4 separate regions of the Mus musculus genome follow, and regions 1, 2 and 4 are each linked to region 3. A link is a contact called in public HiCAR-type and Micro-C data. All regions are on one chromosome and are shown on one strand. The core of a region is the stretch at or near the end of the contact, and the rest is flanking DNA. Distances in the headings are between cores, read along the strand shown.

The links. A called contact is a pair of places that touch in the nucleus more often than the background predicts. HiCAR-type assays count read pairs that join an accessible place to other places.
Region 1: a contact with region 3 is called in a HiCAR-type map of astrocytes, with 3 times the contacts expected there. The contact joins the promoter of Col4a2 here to the enhancer-like site in region 3. A contact is called at or near these places in 7 of 39 promoter capture datasets (embryonic stem cells, hematopoietic stem and progenitor cells, liver and 1 more), 3 of 115 datasets of contacts at active chromatin or transcription factors (astrocytes, embryonic hindbrain and embryonic stem cells) and 2 of 9 other capture datasets (embryonic stem cells and liver).
Region 2: a Micro-C map of the HL-1 cell line shows a contact between it and region 3, with 2.6 times the contacts expected there. The contact joins the promoter of Abhd13 here to the enhancer-like site in region 3. A contact is called at or near these places in 8 of 39 promoter capture datasets (the 3T3-L1 cell line, 3T3-L1-derived adipocytes, the C10 cell line and 4 more), 2 of 484 Hi-C or Micro-C datasets (the G1E-ER4 cell line and the HL-1 cell line) and 1 of 115 datasets of contacts at active chromatin or transcription factors (pancreatic cancer cells).
Region 4: a contact with region 3 is called in a HiCAR-type map of astrocytes, with 2.7 times the contacts expected there. The contact joins two enhancer-like sites. A contact is called at or near these places in 1 of 39 promoter capture datasets (stem cell-derived epiblast-like cells), 2 of 484 Hi-C or Micro-C datasets (differentiating embryonic stem cells and embryonic stem cells), 1 of 115 datasets of contacts at active chromatin or transcription factors (astrocytes) and 1 of 9 other capture datasets (embryonic stem cells).

The regions. Positions count from the first base shown.
Region 1 is chr8:11,310,868-11,314,152 of GRCm38.p6, forward strand. Col4a2 (collagen, type IV, alpha 2) reads left to right here and starts at 1,938. Exons shown (of 48, transcript NM_009932.4): 1 at 1,938-2,247; 2 at 2,552-2,640; 3 at 2,763-2,817. The coding sequence starts at 2,597. It overlaps Col4a1 (collagen, type IV, alpha 1), which reads right to left and starts at 1,959. Exons shown (of 52, transcript NM_009931.2): 1 at 1,649-1,959. The coding sequence starts at 1,732.
Region 2 is chr8:9,976,344-9,979,738 of GRCm38.p6, forward strand. It overlaps Abhd13 (abhydrolase domain containing 13), which reads left to right and starts at 1,374. Exons shown (of 2, transcript NM_001081119.1): 1 at 1,374-1,676. It also overlaps a transcript of Lig4 not described here.
Region 3 is chr8:10,572,538-10,575,485 of GRCm38.p6, forward strand. The region is part of intron 32 of Myo16 (myosin XVI); the gene reads left to right. Among named protein-coding and RNA genes, the nearest start is that of Gm32330, 99 kb to the right of the region's middle. Within about 2 kb of position 1,529, at least 14 of the 459 cell types and tissues checked have an H3K27ac peak or open chromatin away from gene starts, as enhancers often do. A contact at or near this core is called in the HL-1 cell line, astrocytes and pancreatic cancer cells, where this site is marked.
Region 4 is chr8:11,418,034-11,421,198 of GRCm38.p6, forward strand. It overlaps Col4a2 (collagen, type IV, alpha 2), which reads left to right. Exons shown (of 48, transcript NM_009932.4): 21 at 2,544-2,636; 22 at 3,135-3,165. Among named protein-coding and RNA genes, the nearest start is that of E230013L22Rik, 58 kb to the right of the region's middle. Within about 2 kb of position 1,833, at least 83 of the 459 cell types and tissues checked have an H3K27ac peak or open chromatin away from gene starts, as enhancers often do. A contact at or near this core is called in astrocytes, where this site is marked.

The DNA of each region.
Region 1 (3,285 bases), core at 688-3,187, 740 kb after region 3:
CCTGAGGGTCTGGACGTGAGATCTCACAGTTAGCTTTGCTAACACGATCGTTCAGAAAAACCTAAGTCCAAACAGTGGCTCATGCTTTTCCATCACAGTGATCCCCTTAGAAGGCCTAGGTCTTTTGGTAAATATTTTCCACCCTGGGGAATGAACCCAGGGCTATGTTCATGCTGGGTAAGCACTTTGCCCGTCAGCCTCTTTTTACTTTATTATTATTATTATTATTATTATTATTATTATTATTATTATTATTATAGCGAGAGTCTCCCTATGTTGCCTGGGCTAGCCTTGAACTCATTCTGTTGCCCAGGCTAGCCTTGAACTTGAGATCCCCCTGCTTCGGGTGTCCAAGAAGCAAGAACTACAAGACCTGCACCGCCAGCAGGTCCAGCCTATCAAGCCTGCTCTTTTGAGAAACTACCCTCAGCAAGAGAATGGGTAGTTAAAAGGCTACCTGCGGTGAAGGTGAAGACTGGAGAGGAGGGAACTCTCTGAAGTTGGTTGCTGATGTAATTAATCATCCTTCTTCAGAAAGGGAGGCAAAACCCAATTAAGAAAACCCCTAGTAACGTTACCAGTTTATTCTAGTATGTAACAGTTAATAATTTATAGCATAGTTGATCAGTATCGCTCCTGCAGGAAAGAGGTGAAATTCTTAAAAGGAAAGGAAAATGCACAATTAAGCAACGGTTTCTTTTAAAACTTGGAAGCTTCGGTGAGAAGCAAACGTCGTTTTTTAGGCATTTGAGGGGAAGGCAAACTGTGGAGAGGCCACACCTTGTGGCCTTTGGGCCTGCATGGCTGTCACAGCAGCAGCAGCAGCTGAAGTGTATTCTCTAGGGGCGAAGGCAGAAAGTCTGGCCGGGTTCCTCCAGAGCTGGAAGTCTGGCTCTTGCAAACATCTCCCAGCGCCCTCCTGGCCAAGCACAGCACCAGAGGAAACAAAAACTTAAAAAAAACAATTTGCGCAGGGAACAATGCGACGGAGTTTCGCTTTGGTTTCACACTCAAGTCTAAATGTGGTTATAATTTTCAGGCACGCACTCATAAAAGGCAAGAGTCGAGGCAGAGACTTTTAGGATGCGGAGAAGAGCCCCGCGTCTGTTCTCAAGCGTGCCGTAGGCTACACAAAAGTCGTGGGAAAGCAAAAATACAGATGTTTCCAGGCAAACGGCCCAAAGCTGTTCAGCCTCAACCATCACGGTCTCCAAACAACCAGAAACACACCCAAAGCGGTTCCCCCTGCACATGAGTGTAGGACTCTGAGTGGCGTGGGGTGTGCCTGGCCACCCTTCCAGCCCCGACCCACTCGCGCGCCCCGCCGCTGAGAGCCTTGGCGATGAGGGTTCAAATCTCACTGGCTCCTCGGTACCCTCACCCCGCCGTGGTACACGCTAAGCTTCAGTCCCTTCCTAACTCTCCCGCACCCAGTGTATAACAAAGGAGGTTCCGTAATGGATGTGCGATCGCTGCCCACAGGGACTAGGAGAGGGAGACCCGGGGGAAGAATGCACCTGGCCGTGCCACCCGCGGTACCCTCGAGGGCCAGGCGGCTTGACTGCGCCAGGCGCTGGACAAAGAGGCCTCGCGGGGCGTCAGGGGTGCAGGGAGGGAGGCTGGGGAGCGCAGCCCGCAGGGAACTCACCTTCGCAGCTGCTCGGCTGCGCTCCTCGTGGAGCAGAAGGGCGGCGAAGAGCAGCAGAAGCCAGACGCTGAGCCGGGGCCCCATGGTGGCGCGCCCGGGGCGGCAGGGGACCAGCAGAGACGGCGGGGAAATGCAGCCCAGTTCCCGTGGGCCACGGCGAGGTGCTCAGTCTCGGAGGGCCCGGGCGTGAGCCCTGCTCACCGTCCCGGGTGCGGTGACTCTGCGCAGAGACCTGAGCGCGCCGCCCGAGGAGCTCCCCAATTTGTTGGCGCTGCCCCCTCCCCTCGGCAGTGCGCGGGCGGCGTCTCCAAGGGGAGGACCCTGCGGCGCGGGTAAGAGGCGGAGGCTGCGCGCCGCTCGGGACTTGGTGTCGCAGGGAGTCCGAACGCCGGGGCTCTGCGCTCCGCACCCAGCTCCTCCCGCGCCCCGATTCCACGAGCCCCTTGGCTCGCCAATCCCGGGCAAGCACCAGCAAGGCACGCCGGGGCCGAGAGTCCGGCGCCCACGGAGCAGAGCCAGGCCGGCCTGGCCGCCGGTGTGCCACGGGCCAACGCTTCTTCAGGGGCCCATGCGCGCGGGCAGCAGCTCCTGACCCTGAGGTGAGAGCGACCCCCGGGAGGCACAGAGAGCCAGGCCCCAAGTCGCGGACCTGTAGCGCCGGAGTAGGCTGAGGCTGCGCGCTCCGTTGGATCGGAGCTGGGGGAATAGGGATCGCGCTGCATGGGCTGAGGAGCTCCAGGCAGGGCCTACGGAGAAGAATCTCCCTTTTTCTGTCTCCTGATGGGACAGAACTTTGGTCACCCCGCAAGGAAACGAGGGACATTATGCGGAGTCAGGGTGCTAAGATGACGATGCTCTCTCTGCCTGCCACCTTTGCTAACCCGCTTTGTCTCTTGCCTCCAGGTTAGGAAGGGATCGAGCCGAGTCTAGAGCTCAAAGACTGGGATCATGGACCGAGTGCGGTTCAAAGCGTCTGGCCCTCCCCTGCGAGGGTAAGTCGCCTTCTGCCTGGTCTCCTAGGTGAAGGGGACCTTGCATGCATATTTCAGGAGTTGACAAGTTGGGGCCCGCATGTTTTGGTCGCTTTCTTACCCTCCCTCCCTCTCCTGTGCAGGTGGCTGCTGCTAGCAACTGTGACAGTGGGACTCCTGGCTCAGAGCGTCTTGGGGGTAAGTACCGCTTGAACTCCACGGCGCTTGGAGTTCCGCGCCCGTGACGGGTTGGGACGCTCGCGGAGCCTCGTGGAAGACAGGCTCGTCGAGCCCACCTGAGTGTGCGTGTGCATTGTAGGTGTGTGCTACTGTGTCTGCCAGCCGCTCGTCCCGTGCAGTGCAGGAGTCGGCCCTCTCTAGGGAGCTAATAATTAAAACGTAGCCTCAGGCACCTTTTGCTGCCAAGCTTTGGCCTTAGCAGCAAGGGAAGAATGTCTATCACTAGGCCACGAGGCGCACGGACAGAGGGGGCTGGGAGCAAAGAGTTTCCAGAAACTCAGAGGTGGTGTCCAGGCACTGTGGTGGGCAGAGAGCATCTTGCTTAAATATGAGTCTCTGGGGAGGGGCGGGGCAAGGAGGAGACAGCCTCCTGCTTTAAGGTTGTTCGGGGACAAAGGGATAGAAACCGCGGTCTCTTCCAAACCT
Region 2 (3,395 bases), core at 124-2,623, 600 kb before region 3:
TGCCGCCACAAGAAGCCGGCCGGGCGTTTCCGCCAGCTGCTTGCCGCGCAGGCGCAGTGGGAACAGGCGAGCCTGCCGGCTTTTAAAGGCACAGGCGAGGCAGGGGCGGGCCGGCGCGGCGGCTCAGAGCGCCTGCGCAGCGCGCCTCCACTGTCTCTGCCTGTAGCAAAGGATGTTCGGTCCCTCGCCGCTGGATGTCATCGTTGAGCCGAATTTGAGGAACTTGGAGCCTGGGTTGCTGCCCTGACAGGACTGGCTTCTGAAGACTTCCAGGACAGAAGAGAATCCTCCCACCTAAAAAGTCTAGGGCTCCAGAAAAAGACTTTTGCAAAATTAATTCAGGTTCTGTGTTCTTGGTAGCCTTTTCACTGTGCAGAAATAATACATAATAATAAAAATAATTATGTATTACATAGTAATAAATAATTCATGGCGCAGAAACATACTTACATGGACTAAAGGCTTTTCAATGGTGCTCGGTGATTTGGAATAAAGCTAGCTGATAGTGTTATTGAACACCTTACTGTCACTCAATAACTATACTAGATACTCAAAATAGAAGTATAAACGTACGCTCCACGTCTCAGAAACTCTTACTTTCCACTGGCATTGGTGGCTATGACCTGCCCTACTCCACCAATAAGAGTTCAGAAATTATAGGCAAAGTGTGGGGAACACTTTCTTTGAAGGTGAAACTTTGCAGTCCTGGTGAGACACTAGAGTGTCAATTGCTTTCAGGGGTTGTCTAATGTGTTTACGCTGCATTTCACAAGGCCGACAGTCCAGGGCTAGTTTAAAGTGGGGCCAGATCCTACGGCTCCGTGTGGCCAGTTATTTTCTCTGTAGTTTCCCTTAGTCTCACGATAGTTTCCCTGTGGTGTTGCAAAGCCACACGTTACTGTACAGGAGCATCAGCGGTGCTCGTACAGCTTGTACAACTCTTACACATCCGTGTCTTATTCAACTGCTCCTGCGCTCCGACGTCAGGCACAGGTCGGGCTCTGCTTTACTGATACGAAAGAACCACAAATTATGAGCCGAGAAAAGCTATTAGTTAATTCAAAGCTCTTGCTCTAATGTGCTTTTTAGCTGCATGGTTAATGGAGAACCAAATTTGTTTTATCCTCAGAGTGGGGGGAAAAAAAAGTAAAAAGGAAGGGCATAACTACCTGAAAGTTAGGCATGGTGGAAGAGAAAGTTTAGTGCAGATAAGTGAAAGAGCATAGCCAAGAGCAGGCACATTTGGGAGAGGAGGGGAGAAGAGGAGAGAAGAGAAACTCCTTGTTCTCCGAAATGTGTTCAGGCAGCAGTTGACTGGAAACGCCGAGATGTATCTTGCCCCTACGGGCTACCGTAGCATGAAGGCGGAGCCCAGTGTCCTGCGCATGCGCATAGGGGTGCACAGGTTGGCTTCGCGCTCCCGGGAGGAAGCTGGAGAACAGGTTATGTGGGGGCCGGCGGGGTTATTTGCCAGGGACACCGCGCGCGAGCCGGAAGTGGAGGCTGCGCCAGCTGGGCCCGCCGCGCCGCAGGAGCTCCGGGCTAGACAGTGGCGACGGCGGCCCCTCGGCGGGAGGAAGACGATGAGGAGCGGCGGGGGCGGCGCGGGGCCTCGCTGCAGCGCGGAGCCGGGTTCCGAGCCCGCGGCCGACTGCGCAGCCCGCCCGCGAGCCTGAGTAAGTGCGGCGGGGACGCGGGCGGCCTCCCCGACCTCCTCACCCCGCAGCTCGGATTCGGGAGCCCGTATCTACTCCCAGAACAGTCGGCCAGCAAACCCCGGGCTTGGGTCGGAGGGACTGGGCGCGTTTGTCTGTAACAGGTGCAGACCTGCTAACCTCGCAGCTGCGGGCGACGGGGCCATAAAATCCAGAGAGTTGTCGCACACTTGAAGTCACTGGGCCTCTTTTTTTTTTTAGCCATTGGTGTGAAGCGAGAATGCATCAGGGAGTGTGCTTGGCTGAGCTGGCAACCTAAAGTAAACCTTTAGTTGTGCACTTGTCTACCAGGCAGCAGGAACCAAGTGACACACTGGCTTTAAGTTTGAACGTTGGGTTTTGTTTTGTTTTTTGTCGATCTGCTCTGTCTTTTGGCATGAATTAGTCCTTATGTGTGTGTGTGCTTAGACATGTTCTTCTCTAAAGCACTGTTTTATCTCACTGAGAATTAATGATTGGCAGTGCAGAGTTATGTCACAGCTGTGCTACCAAAGACTTGACTCAGTTGAGCTGGGATTGAGTTGGACTTGCTCTGTACCTTCGGCCTTGCTACGCGTTGAAAGCGTCCGATGGAGTAACATAAGGTCACTGCCATCACGGAACTCCCAGCCTATATAAGCAGGCTCATCACCCCCTTAGTAAATAGTGCCACATGAGTCGGCCCAGGCTACAGGATGGAACTGGTGACACTGGGAACGAGGTCCGAGGAAAGCTTGCTGGAGGACCTGTAGTCTGAGCTGGGTCTCCACAGAAAAATAAAGCTTCACTCTAATAACTTGAGTCACTGCCGTGATTTAACTGGGATTCGCAGTGCTTACTGAGACTTGCTTTGCTGCGATAGATAAGAAAATGCTTGAATTTTGACTCAGAGGTGGCAGCATTTTATCACCACATCCTGGAAATAGGTATTAGAAAGACCGGGCAAGCAGAAGGCTAGCTGACTTGTACATGTACAGCCACAGGTAGCACTTGGCCTGCTGCCTTTCGCCGGAACGTTGGATGCTCTCCCAGACAGTTCAGAAACTCAGGCACTGGGCTGTCAAGTCTTTGTTTCTCTAGTTCGTTCATCCTCCCAAGATTCCAGTTTCTTATAATTGTTGATCTGCCTCAGGAAAACCCGAGGCCCCTAAAACACCCCACTTTAGATCTAGGGCAAGCCCCAGTTCTTGTAATTAGAATGTTTGGTGAGTGGCAGGCTTCCTAATACCTTATTATATATAGTATGTGCCACTTAGTCTTACAAGTCTTAGATCGTAAAGTAATGTGTATTCCTAACATCAGCTTGCTAGAGGTGCAGTGTTTTCCACAGCAAGAGCAACCTACATTCAGAGTGAGCCTAGGAGCTCAAGGCCTCCTATGAAGTCTGCTTAATAAAAGACAATAAATGCCAACTTATGGTAACTTCTAAAACATGGCCTGTTTGCAGTAGCCTATCACTCTACAGTCTTACATGAGTGTTTACGTTTTCCGGCTTGAGTTTCTTTTTGATGTTTACCATTTTCTTACTTACAGATCTTTATGATCACAGAACAAATTGTCATTGACTTCCCTGGTGGCAGTCATTTGTCATCCAAATTTTTGCCTAAGATGACTGCATTTGCACAGCCTTTGGGGTTTCAAGAGGGAAAGCACAGAGATGTTACTAACTTCTACCTGGTGTAGTTTAAAAATGTCCCCTTC
Region 3 (2,948 bases), core at 279-2,778:
CATTGCAACTGAAAAGTTGTAGCATATCTATAGCCCCACTTCGAGTTTTCACAAAATACATTCTAATCTGAAAAAGAAAGAAAGGAAGGAAGGAAGGAAGGAAGGAAGGAAGGAAGGAGAGAAAAGAAAAAAAGAAAAGAAAAGAAAAGAAAAGAAAAGAAAAGAAAAGAAAAGAAAAGAAAAGGAAAGAAAAGCTGCTTTGAAGCATTTATGATCACTTCTGTAATATCAGGAATCTTAATGACATGAGCCTCGGCTGTTCCCACCCAGATGCAGGAGTTCCCAACATACACTTAATGGAATTTTCCCAAGCCTGTGAGGGAAATGGGTTTATACGCTTGTGTGACATGCTCCCCTGAGATAGAGCAGGGCGATCTCTGAGACTGTGAAAGGGTTATGGTAAGATAGGGAAGGGAGAGATTTAATGCCCCTGCCGTGTGCTGGAGCAGCTTACATGATTATTAAGGCTTACAGGGTTTCATCCTCAGGAGAGAAAATCCACTTTCTACTGAGGGATCCCCGGGGTTACCATTCATAGTGAATCACAGCTCAGGCTCCCAATCGTCTTCTCTTGAATCTTTATTTTGAAAGACATTTTTATATCTAAAGTCATCTAGTGTGTGGCTAAGTCTCCCTTCTGGCAGGCATCAGTGGTAGCTCCCATTAATACCTGGATGGCTGTGAAGCTTGGAGATTGGCGCGCACGTTTTGCAGAGTGGGCTCACAGGGTTTCTTTTGCTTTTTAGCATGGTGACTTGGAGAGCACTAAACTGTCAGTGAATTTCCCGTTGCAGGTATTTTGAACACAAATGTGTTATGCAATAGTAAGGGAGAAATTGTGTACAGAAGTAAGGTCGGTTCTCTGGTATATAATTCTATCCCAGGACTATTCTGGAGACCTCCTTGTAGGATTTCATGAATAACAGTGTACATTAAAATAGTTCACTTTCTGTTTATCTTTGAGACAGAGTCTCAATTTGTAGCCTAAGCTGACCTCCAACTTATGGCAACCCTCCTGCCTTAGCTTCCAGAGTGGTGGGATTTAACAGGCACAAGTCAACATTCCAGGCTTTAGATTTTTCTTGTGAGCTAAATAATCATGGACATTCTAATAATACAGAACACAGAGTTGGGGGTGGGGAGAGGCACATAGACCTGACTGAAAAGATTAGCCATGTTGGACTAACAGCAGTGGGGGGCTTCAGGCACCATTTTTAACAGCCTGCTGCTCCCACACTCTATTCTGAGTTAACTACTACGAATATGCCCATAATACAGGTGGGGAAACAGAGGCTCAGAGAAAAGATAAGCTTGCCTAGTGTTCCTCTACAAAGCCTGACAGAGCAGTGGGTCTGTCCAGTACAGCTCTTTCCACAATTCTTTCCTTGATGCTGCCTGAGAAAAGACCAGGGGTAGAGGGGTTAAATACATATTTTATTGCTTCCGTGTGACAGTAACAGTCACAGAGCTTGGGTGAGAAAACTCAAGACTGTTGAATATGTACTTTTCGGGTTACAGGTAAACAGTCCTATAAATTCCAGAGACAGAATTAGACCAGTTAAGCCATTGAGGTGAAATATGACCAGATAGTTATTTGCCTTTGCCCTGTAAGAGCTAAAGTTTCAGCTAACTGCCACAGGGTTTTCTTCTGATGATCTGAGAATCACCATGCTAATTATTTCTCGTTGCTTCCTTTGAAAATGTGAGGCCCTTTTCAAATGGCAAAGGAGGCTTGGCCAGGACACCAGGAGGCGCTATTGCTCTGAGTGGTAGTTCCCGGCATGTTTGTCTTTATGGACTCTTAACTGAAAGTCACTGAACAGGATCCCAGGAAGATGGGGTATCCACGGAATACAGCGTGTGGTAGAAGTCTGAGGAGAAAAGTAGAAGGGAGCCAGACAGAGCTAAGATGAGTTTGATTCACAAGTTATTCCCTTAAAACACAACGAAAGCACAACACTCATTTCATTATTCCCTGACCCCGTGAATCCAGAGCGTTCCAGATGTAAACAAGTACTTGGAAATGATTACAGCAGAAGACTACTATAACATGTCTTCCATACAGTAGCTGGGTTGACTACTGTATGGAAGCTCTACCTTCTGTAGAGGCCAAGAGGCACATAGAGGCTTAAATATAGACGGAGGCATAGATATACAGATATTTCCTAGATCCAGAGCCTGGTAGCACTTTCATTTAAGGCTTGCTTAATCCAAGTAGAAATCATCATAAGTTTCTGATATTCTACTCGATTATATAAACATTTCAGATAAAGAATATTTTGAGTTTGGAAGTCTGTATTTTATAAATTAAATCTTACAGAACCGTGTTTTTATTTTCGAATACTGTTTGTTTTAGAAGGGCTTTAAAGTTGGCCTGTGGAAGGTTTTGAGTGTACTGGAGGGAATAGGTTACACAAGTAAGTACCTTGTGGTCTGGGATGCTTTGTCTTTCTTTTCTCACACCACTCCCCATCACTGGGTGAACTGGAAGTGCACGCTGGGGCTCAACCTTTGTTAATATTTATAAATACCTCATGTTTACGTTCTTCAACAGGAAAGGTATATTCTTAAGTGTCTTTACCTCAGACAGTCACTGCACCCAGTCTAGGCCCATAGGGTGCCCACTACCCACAACAAGGCTGATTCTGGAAGCTAGGGTTCACTATTCATTGTATAACCACAGCAGTTTGCATGCCACAAAACAAAACAAAACTAAACTAAACTAAAAACAAAAAACAAACTCCCAACAAGATTCCCCATTCCATCTTGTCTTACGCAGGAAAATAAAGGCAGCGGCGGTATCTTGATTCAACATTTTACAAAGCGTTGATGCTTCTGTGACAGGTACAATGCTGTACCCTAGACACTGCTTAGCAATGAGAAGCAAGATGGCGCCCGCTTCCTGGCTGACCAGCAGGATTGGTGTCTGCTTACTCATGCTCCTTGTC
Region 4 (3,165 bases), core at 583-3,082, 850 kb after region 3:
TTCTTCGTGGAAGTCATGCTGAGATCTCCCACGTCCCAAAAAATGTATTTAAAATTATGAATGAATTACGTAGAAGAAAACAACCCAGGGGAGAGACAGAGGTCGAATCTACACGGCTCAACTGTGCCTTCATAAAGGCCTTACTAACTCCCAAGAAAGACATCTCTCTTTGTCCTTGGTGCAGGTTTTAAATGGCAATTTTGTCCTTGGTGACAGGTCTCTAGTTTTAAGTGTTCATAGAGTCCAGGTGATAATCCTTCTATTTACGGTCTGCTTTTCTCTCTGTCTGTCAGGAGGGCTTGACAGTTTAGGCTAGAGCCCAACCCAAACCTAAGCATCTCCTGGAGGGGTTCCACGGGCACATAGGCAGTGCCTGTGCGGAAAGGCTTTCCTCGGCTCCATAGTACCTGTCCACTATTCCTATCTCTGGATACTTTGTAGGACTTCTCAGTGGCCCCCTCTCCCTCTCCCTCTCCCTCTCCCTCTCCTTCTCCCTCTCCTTCTCCCTCTCTAACTGCTTCTCTCTCTCCCTCCCTCCCCCACCTCTCTCTCTTTGTCTCTCTCTGCCTGTCTCTGTCTCTCTGTCTCTCTCCTCTCCTCTCTTCCCCTCTCCTCTCCTCTCCTCCCCTCCCCTCCCCTTCCCTTCCCTCCCCTCTCCTTTCCTCTCCTCTCCTCCCCTCCTTTCTCCTCTCCTCTCTTCCCCTCTTCTCTCCTCTCCTCTCCAGTGGGAACGCAGCCCTGTGAAAACATCACCATTCCTCCTCTGTACTCTGAGCTACAGCCATGAAACTTCTCACTAGAATCAGCAGCACTGGGTCTCAAGAATGCCCAGAGCGGAGCTGCAGATCTCCACGCTGTCACTCTCCTCTTTGACCCACACATTCCCTGGTACCACTATTCCTCCATAGCGTCTGTACTTGAGCCAGGAGTCTCTGGGCACCTCACTCTCCACACTGGACTCACAGTGTGTGGTGCAGTCTCTCTCCTTAAAACACTTCAGGACTCCCGTTGCCCTTAGGAATAAAAGCCCAAGAGGGTCTTCTCCCCTCCTCCATGACAACACTCCTCCGTGTACCCTTTACACACTCCCTGGTCATGGCTCCATACTGTTAAGGGGCCATTTGGTCCCTCCGTTCCATTTCTGGAGAGCCCTTCAGCTCCCCGCCTGGCCAGCTCCCTCTGTCAGCCACAGTCCATGCCACTTCCTCAGAAGACCCCCCTGGACACCACCCATTCTAAATCAGCTGCTCCCAGCTTCCCTCTCACGGTGCTAGCTAGAATCTGAAACTTCACATTTGTTTGCTGAGCGTGTTAGCTGTGTCCCTGCATCTCAGCTGTCAGCTCGAGGCAGGCCAGCTTCCCAGTGCCAACACAGCTCCTGGCCTGCTGCCTGGCGTGGCTCAGGAGCTGGCTTGTGGTGGATGAATGAGTGAGTGAGAGACTGTGTTAGATGTGAGGCCAGATCAGATTACACAGAACAATGCCCGCTGGTCTCTTCTACAAATCTCTGCTTCCCTAGGCGCTCCCAAACCATCCCATGCCTTTGAAGTCACTGCCTCCTTATCCTTTCCTGTGTAGCCACAAGCACCTACCTTGTCCTGGGGTATTCGATGGAGCTATGACCACTACTAGATTTAGCAGCAATAAGGCTTGGTGGCTCATACCTGTCATCCTGACACCTGGGAGGCTGAGACCAGAGAGTCACCATAAGTTTGGGGCCAGCCTGGGCTACAGAGTAAGACAATGAGAAGCAAAGGAGTCCAGAGGTACTCAGCTACCCTGCAGCACAGCCAATCTCGCCTGGATACGCAGCCTTGGATCCACCACCAGATGGCAGTCTTCCCAAAGGCCTCTAAGAATTGTGAGGTCTTAGTGGAGTCTCATCTGGTCAATTGATATACATATGTGCAATTATTGGGGCACTGTAGTGACTAATAACTCTGACCTTTAGTGAAAAAAAAAGTGAACCTAGAAGAGGAATATTGGGGCCAAGGTCATTTAGTGAGGTCAACCATGCCCAGTACCAATTAGGAGAATTCCAGTTAGTTTCCAGGACCCCCATGTTTGCAGGTTTACATGTGTGTTCATGTGTGCAGGAGAAAGGAGAAATGGGGAGGTCTGAGAAGAGATGGGCATGCACTCCAGAAAGGGGACAGAGGGAGAGCTGAGTTTATCTTAATCCCACACCAACCCCCCCACCCCCCCACACACACACCTTGGGGGACATTCTCTGAGGCTGAGCAGAGATGCGCGGCCATCAGCAACATGGCTGAAAAGTCAAATTCTTCGTTTGGACTGAACGTTCCTCAAAAGCAAAGACATTGGTCTCGATACATTGGTAGAAAAGCTAAATTTGCAGGCTCTGGTCTCTGTTCCATCCTGAGGGACCATGGCCACATGGCTGTCCAAGCTTCTGTCTTGGAGGTGCTGGTGTGGGTCTGGAGATGCAAGGAGCTGGGGTAGACTTGGCTGAGAGGCTGCACTGGACCTGACTGATCTGGCCGACTCTCACAAATGCTTTTGTCCTGTGTGTTTTTCCGTAGGCTTCCTGTTTGGCCTGAAAGGATCAGAAGGGAGAGTGGGCTACCCGGGACCTTCAGGTTTCCCAGGAACACGAGGGCAGAAAGGATGGAAAGGTGAGGACTGCAGGGTGGGAAGGTCAGGATGGTGACCCCAACCTAGCCCCCATGTCACCTCCTCTTGCAAGTTGACCCCGCCCCCACCCTTCATTCACTTCTCTGAGGGTAAAGGATGGGCAGTCTGATCTGAAATCTGAAATGCTACAGAATCTGAAACTCTCTGAGAACCAATATGCCAATATGGCACAGCAAGTGGGGAATCCCACAGCTGGCATCACTCGCTGGGCCGCAGCCAAAGTGGCCACACCAAAACTTGTGGGTAAAGTTAACTTCGGGCTGTGTACAAGTCCTATGAAACACCTTATGTCTGGATGAGGACTACCCGTGACCTCAGCACGTATATGCAGCATAAAAGGCACTCTAAAGCCAGGCGTGGCAGCGCACGCCTTTAATCACAGCACTCAGTGTCTTCTCCCACCAGCCCCTCCACCTGTCCTCTACCCCTGCTAGTCCAAGCCCAGCTTAACGCATGCAACCCTGTCCTAATCACGACAGGTGAAGCTGGAGACTGCCAATGTGGCCAGGT